Regions from separate parts of the Mus musculus genome. Here region 2 is linked to region 1. A link is a contact called in public Hi-C data. All regions are on one chromosome and are shown on one strand. The core of a region is the stretch at or near the end of the contact, and the rest is flanking DNA. Distances in the headings are between cores, read along the strand shown. Region 1 overlaps Tle3 (transducin-like enhancer of split 3). Region 2 has its middle 41 kb from the start of Gm34424.

Evidence for each region. A called contact is a pair of places that touch in the nucleus more often than the background predicts.
Region 2: a contact with region 1 is called in a Hi-C map of forebrain, with 2.4 times the contacts expected there. The contact joins two enhancer-like sites. A contact is called at or near these places in 3 of 484 Hi-C or Micro-C datasets (forebrain, neural progenitor cells and trophoblast stem cells), 5 of 115 datasets of contacts at active chromatin or transcription factors (astrocytes, embryonic basal ganglia, neural progenitor cells and 1 more) and 1 of 9 other capture datasets (adipose tissue).

The regions. Positions count from the first base shown.
Region 1 is chr9:61,403,185-61,406,395 of GRCm38.p6, reverse strand. It overlaps Tle3 (transducin-like enhancer of split 3), which reads right to left. Exons shown (of 20, transcript NM_009389.2): 8 at 2,928-2,944. Among named protein-coding and RNA genes, the nearest start is that of Tle3, 32 kb to the right of the region's middle. Within about 2 kb of position 1,950, at least 106 of the 459 cell types and tissues checked have an H3K27ac peak or open chromatin away from gene starts, as enhancers often do. A contact at or near this core is called in astrocytes, embryonic basal ganglia, forebrain and 1 more, where this site is marked.
Region 2 is chr9:61,548,669-61,552,369 of GRCm38.p6, reverse strand. No RefSeq gene overlaps it. Among named protein-coding and RNA genes, the nearest start is that of Gm34424, 41 kb to the right of the region's middle. Within about 2 kb of position 2,284, at least 47 of the 459 cell types and tissues checked have an H3K27ac peak or open chromatin away from gene starts, as enhancers often do. A contact at or near this core is called in astrocytes, embryonic basal ganglia, forebrain and 1 more, where this site is marked.

The DNA of each region.
Region 1 (3,211 bases), core at 701-3,200:
TACAGGCCAGCTTCTTCCTAACTGTGGCTAGGATGTAACCAGTCACCCCACACTCCTGCTTCCTCCAAGTCACAATGTGACCATAACGGACTGTACACCCTCAAACCATGAGCCAAATAATCCTTCCTCGATCCAGTTATCTTATCCTAGTGATAAGAAAAGTACTGATAAACCTACCCTTGTTCAGACTGACATTAATGTCAGGAGTGATAGGATGAGTCAGAGAACCCCGGTCTAACTACAGGGATAAGAGTGGCCACAAGTCCACACATGCTAAAGATGTATGCTGGAGTCCACACAGGCTAAAGACGCATGCTGGAGTCCACACAGGCTAAAGATGCATGCTGGAGTCGTGTGGGACTCCAGAGCAAGACGATGTGCTTACAAAGAGGGACACTAAAGGCAGGTACGGTAACCCTTCTTGTCTCCTTTCCCCATTTTACTAGAGGCCAATGCTGGCCCAGGGATGGGGTTCACTGGCAAGGAACGAGGCGGGGTGGCCAGCAGGTGGATGGGTTTGGGGGAATGGTGTGGGAGGGAGCCAGCCGCAGAACTTAATTTCCTTTCCTAAGCCGGTTTTCTGGGCAGCCCTTCCCTGCCAAGTTTCTGCCTGAAGCAAATTAAAATGGCAGAGTTATCAAGCCTTGAAGAAAAAAAATGGAGGTTATAATGGAACTGCAGCTCAACCTTCCCCGCAGCCGGGCGAGCGGCGGCGATGCGCTCACAGCCGCAATTCAATTAGTTGCTGCAAGCACAGGCAGAAAAAAAAATCACCGTCATTTCATTTCATTTCCTCCGATGGTGGCGGCCACCCCGTGCTAAGCAGAAATGCTTCCAGCCCCTCAGGCTGGCTGCCCCTGCGCAGGCGGGTGATGGAGAGGAGGGAGGGGACGGGGTGGCTGCTCGTGTTTCTCCTTGCGACCCAGTGCGAGAACAGGGAACTCTTTCTTCTCATGCAGTCAGGCTGAAAACCCTCGCCGCTACCGGAGAGTCATGTCAGGCATTTAGCGGCATCGATCCAGCCCGCCTCTGGTTGGCAGGCGGCCAAAAAACTAAGTATTTTTTATTGCTTCAGCTAGGCAAGGAAATATGAATGAAGCTACCTCTAATTGGACTCCAGACTAACCCCTCTGGGACAGCTTCCAGCCTGTCCACCCGGCCCCCTCCCCTCTCTGACACAGCCTTGTCCTTCCTGCCGGAGGCCTTGACTGTTGACAAGCTGTTTTCCTAAGGCTGATTATTTCAATCTCCACCATCCAACACCATGGCCCTGAGGATGCAGCCCCCAGAGTACTCCCCATCCCCCACTGGTGCCCTCCCTGAGCTGCCCAGCCCTAGGATGTCATGGGATTCATCCCTGTTCATTCCCCAGCTCCCATGTTGAGTCAGCCTAGCTTGGATGCCAGGAGCATTATTGGGGGGGGGCTGCACACTTGGGGGTCCCTCTGGGTTTCTGGCAGAAAGCTTTCAGCAAGGGCACAAAGCCAAAAGCGAATAGGTATGAAGAAGTAGGTAATGGGCTTCAATGCCCACTTCCTGGGGAAGGCCTCCTGCTAACCAAGTAATGAGCCCTGCTACAGGGGGTCTGCCTATCCAAAGCTGAGAGGCCGTCTGGCAGGGTAATCCCCATGACATGCAGGAGGAGACAGGGGCTCCAAGGTCAAGACACAAGACCTCATAAGGCTGAGATTGGATTGAAGCTGGGGAGGGGTGGAGGTTGGGGGTGGGGTTGGGAGACAACGCAGGTGGACATACCTAGTCCAGCTTCTATGTAGGGAAACTGCCTCTCCAAAAGTATGCCACTGTTTAAGGATCAACACCAAAGCAATCAAAATGGACTTGAGCTTTAATCAATCCTTTCTTCTGTGCCTAGCCATTCCTGAGCCCAAGGGGGCGGGCGGGGCCTGGATTTCTGAGCAGGCAGGCAGGCAGGGCAAGAAGAGACAGCTAATGGGAGGGAGGTATGAGAACAGTCTGGATGGAGGGAGGGATTGGAAAGGAAGGCGGGTCAAGCAGAGAGAGCTTCCCGAGGAGGCTGCTGCCTGGACGGCTAGTTAAAGGCCTGACATTCCAAGCCCTACTTAACATGAGGTAATAAGGAGAGCCATCCTAGCAGATTAAGATGGTCCCGGATACAAGCTCTGCGATGAAGAATAAAATAGCTCTGCTAATCGCTGGAGGATTTTTTTTTTTTATCCAGACTCCAGTGTGCTTATTCAGAGGGCTTATTCACTTGAAACAGAACCTTGGAGCCTCGGTGTGATCAGAAAGATTTACAGCAAATCTCTGAGCTGGCAGACACGCAGGCGGCCTGGCCTTAATACCTGCTAGCTAGCACTTTTTTCAACAGAGTCAAAGTGCAGAGCAGGGAGAAACCTTGGGCATCTGGAGAAAGGAGGGCTCGGGATTATGCCGGAAGTAGGCATCCAGCCTACGGGGCTGATGAACCATCATCAACCTAGGCAGCATCGGGAACGCAGGGCTCAGGCCAGTGACTCCAAAGAGCCCCTTGGAAGATGTAGGTTGGTGGGCTAATGGCTTCAGTTGACCATGTCTCTTTGTAAGGGGGGCTTTGGAGGTCACTCAGGCAAGTGCCTAGAGTTAAACAGCTTCCCTAATTAAAGGTCACTCAACAGAGGACAGCAACTCCTATATTATGATAGACAGTAACTACCCCTAGTACTGAATATGGGTAGAGACACCGTCACCCACATACCAGTCCTGAAGCCAGGTCTTCTAGCTGTGGGCACACATAAACAAATGATAAATAAAAACCCCAGCTTCCACCCACAGAGCAGAACGGGAAACTGGGGTTAGCTGTGGGTAGCACAGGCTACTTGCCAGGCCTGTAATTCTAGGAACAGGCCTCTAGGCAGGCCCATCTTCCTCCCGCACCCCATCCCTACACCAAAAGCACCTTCACTTACCGTGCTGGACTCTCTCTCTGAGAGGCAGGAAGGCCAGGAAAGGAGGAGGGTCAGGACCCACAAGGAAAAAAAACAAGGTCACTTTAATAAATCACAGTTGACCTTTGTGGTTTATCAAAGCCACCTCTCACTGGTTAGCCTGACTCTACTTCCCTGAGTGCAGTGAAGGCACGCCCCGTATATGGCATCTTAATGGTGCCCCCTCCCACCAGTGCCCAGCATGGCCTAGAATCCAGGCCATTAGCCTTCTTCCTGGTGTGTCAAAAGAATCTTGGTTTGCTTTT
Region 2 (3,701 bases), core at 1,035-3,534, 150 kb before region 1:
GTGTGTGTGTGTGAGTATGTGAGAGTGTGTGAGAGTATGTGTGAGTGTGTGTGTGTGTGAGAGTATGTGAGTGTGTGTGAGTGTGTGTGTGTGTGCGCGCGCTCACTCGAGTGCATGCGTGCACGCCTGAGGGGGGGAGTTGTTGCTTGTGTGTGCCCATGTATGTGGAGGAAAGAAGACACTCCCAGATGTCACGCCTCAGGAGCCATCCACCTTACTTTTTGAGACAGGGTCTCTCACTGGCCTGGAGCTCATCAAGCAGCATAGATTGGCTGGCAGGCCAGTGAGCCCCTGGGATCTGCCTGTCTATGCCTCCCAGTTCTGGAGTTACAAACATGAGTCATTGATGCTGTGCTTGGTGTATTGGGGGAGGGTGTTGTCGTTTATTTATTTGGTTAATTTGTTGGGTTTTTTATATTTATTTTATCTATTTATTTTATATTTATTTTTATTTTATTTTACCTAAATGAATGCTTTGCCTGCATGATTATCTGTGAACCCTGTGTGTGCTCAGCGCCTGCAGAGGTCAGAAGATGTTGGCTCCTCTGAAACTGGAGTTAAGGATAGTTGTGAGCCACCTTGTGAGTGCTGGCACTAGAACCCATGTCACATGCAAGAGGAACAAGTGCTCTTAGCTGCCGAGCCATCTCCCCTGCCCCTGTCTTTTCGATGTGGGTTTTGGGAACAGATTCAGGCTGTCGTGTACTTGCAAGGCAAGCTCCTTATTGACTGAGCCATCTCCCCAGATCAAGTTTCCATTCTTCTTAGAAATAAAATAAACCTCTCGGGGAAAGAGTATGTCAAGTGGCTCTCAGCCATCTGTCTCCCAGAGTGAGCGAATTCATCATGTGCTCTTTGGAGCCTCGTTATCTAGTCTGGAACAAGAGGAAGAAGCTGAGAGCGCTAGGATTTTGGTGACTGAGGGAGAAGAGAGCAGAGATGAGGCAAGGCACATTAGTCCTACAGCCTCCCGTGTGCTTTGCAGTGGTTCTGGGATCCAGTGCGTCCCACACCACACGAATCCCGAGCAAGTTCCGAATGGAAGCTGAGCTTGCTGTGAGAGAGTGGGAGACTTGAGAGGCCTAATCCCCTGAACTTCTGTGGCAGGTGTGGCCCACCACATTCTGAGGGAGAGAGGCAGGTGACACCAAGTCAGTCCTCTGTTGCTTCAGCAATAGGAGCAAATATCAATGGCCGACATTTGCTGGCAAGGAGGCTTGTTTATGTGGTACACTGGTGACACATTTGTTCATGTTTAGCATCCTAACAGCCACGAGGAGCAGATCCTATGCTTACACCCATTTCACAGAGGGTAACTGAGATTTGGAGAAGAGAATAGTTTGACCAGTGATGGAGCTTAGTTCAGGTGAGGTGTCCTTAGCCTCGAGGCCAGTGTGGGCTCTTTGGGATCAGATTTCAGGAGAGTCATGCAAAGAGCTAGACACTTAGGGGTCCATGTCAGGCAATCCCCCACCTACGGACATCATGGGGATGTTTAAGGCAGTCTCAGCGGGGTCCAGGCCATCTAAGTGGCTGTGTCCTGCACCATCCCTGGGATGTCCAGTACAGGCATCCCTGCTGGTGACCATCAGCTCTTTCACAGGCAGGTTTTAGCTCCTTTCCTCCCTTTCTTAACTTCACCGATATCCATGGTCCTACCCTTAGCTTAGGACCTTAGACACAATAGCTTATGTGTCCTACACATAGGCCCACCTAGGGACCACTGTCAGTGAGCTCTTGGCCTGATGACACAATGATTTCCCTAACTGTATATTAACCTCCATCCATAGTCTCCATGATGGATGGCAAAGCCACAGGTCCTGAAGCCCCTCCTCTGAGGTGGTGCTATATTTGCATATGATTTGCATATCTCTTTACTTCCTCTCACCCTTCACAGCATCTCCACACTCCATAAGCTACCCCAATAAAACGACACGATGGGACGTAAATAGTTGTGCTATTATGTTTAAATGCTCTGCTAAAGGATAGTAAGGGAGAGGGCCAGTGCTTCTTCAATACAAACCCAATATGTTTTTTTCCAAATATTTTCAAACCATGGGTGATTGAATTCCTGCACTTGAGACCCATGGACAGCAAGTGCTGGACCATGCCAGGCTGCTATGGGAACTGAATGAGACAATGTATTGGCAAGAGTGACAATGGCCCAGTGTATTTCGTCTTTTCTTTAGAAAGAAGGGAACACAGAGACTACTCTGTGCAGTCCTGTGCCTAAAGCAAGGGTAAACAAGATGCTTGGCCTGGAGGGAGGAGGGGCTGAGTGCTTTAAGTGCTTGGTATTCATCTCTTTCCACTCTACAATTATCCCTTGAGGTTGTGATTATTCTTAGGACTGAGGGTGAACCAAGGCTCAGAGAGGGTAATTAATTTGCCCCAGGTCACCCAGCCAGAGAGTGGCAGCAGGTCTAAAATACAAAGGCACCCTTGTTGTCCACAGCTTATTTCCCAGAAGTGCCCCCATGTCTCCCGGCAGGAGACTGCCTGTGGAACAGGACGTGGTGTCAAGCACTTGCCTTCTCGTTAGGCAGGGTTCTGGCTGGGTTTCTGGGTCTCCCTGTGGTGCAGGGTTGGGGGACTGTCACGATAGGCAGTTCAGCACAGCAGAGAGGGATGAAGGAAGGCTGTGCTTTGACAAGGGCTTGTGCCCTTGTCACTTGGAACAGGAATGCTGGAAGCTGGGTCTTATCCCAGGTCCCTGAAGAGAGGGAGGAGGCAGCCAGTCTAAGGCCCTGTGCACTGTTTTAGTGATGCCCTGGGGCTTGGATTTAGGACTCCTGAGGACAACACCCTCACCCCTACCCACCTGACACCACCAGTCAGAGCTGCTCTGGCAAGAGGGAAAACTTTGCTAATTAATTAATATCAATCCAGGACCCACCTGGATTGGGCTTCGTGCTGATCAAGAAAAGAGGCTTTGGACATGGGGTGGGCTAGGCTCCTTGCTCAGTTCTTGTCTGGCAGCAGGTATGGGGCAGAAACTTGGACTTGGGCATGGCTGGAGCACGCCTACCCTGGCTTTGATGCTTCTAAAGGTGTGACTGTCAAGGTCACCTGGTACTGCAGTCAGGTGACTGTGTCAAGGTCACCTGGTACTGCAGTCAGACGTTGCTGGCCAGGCTCAGTTCTGCACAGAAAGTGGGTGCCAAGGCAGGGAGGCCTGTGGATGAAAGGGCAGCCATGGTTGGCAGACCTGTTCCCAAGAATATTGGGACACCCCCCCCCCACCCACACACACATACAACACTTACCCTCTGTTCCTCATCTTGATCTCTGCTCCTAATGAACCCCCATCCCCTCAAGCCCACCAGGGCCAACTCCCTGTAAGGTTCAGAGCTGACACATGTTGATGTCATCTCATATTTTACCATCTCTTTTTAAATTTTTAAACTTTATTTAGCCTGGTTTCCACAGTAAAAAAAAAAAAGCCTATTTGTGAGGAGAAAAAAAGTATGTGTGCTAATTCTTCTTGAAATAATAATAATAATAAAATGTGTTATCATTGTCTATGTGTGTGCATGCCCTGTGTACACATGAGGGGTTGTGGTGCAAATGGAGGTTGGGAGGGGAACTTGCAGGAATCGGTTCTCTCCTTCTACTGTGTGGGTTCTGCGCATCAAACGCTTGGTGGACATGCCTGTATCTGCTGAACTGTCCGGATGCTCCTTTTTCAACCTTGCATGGTA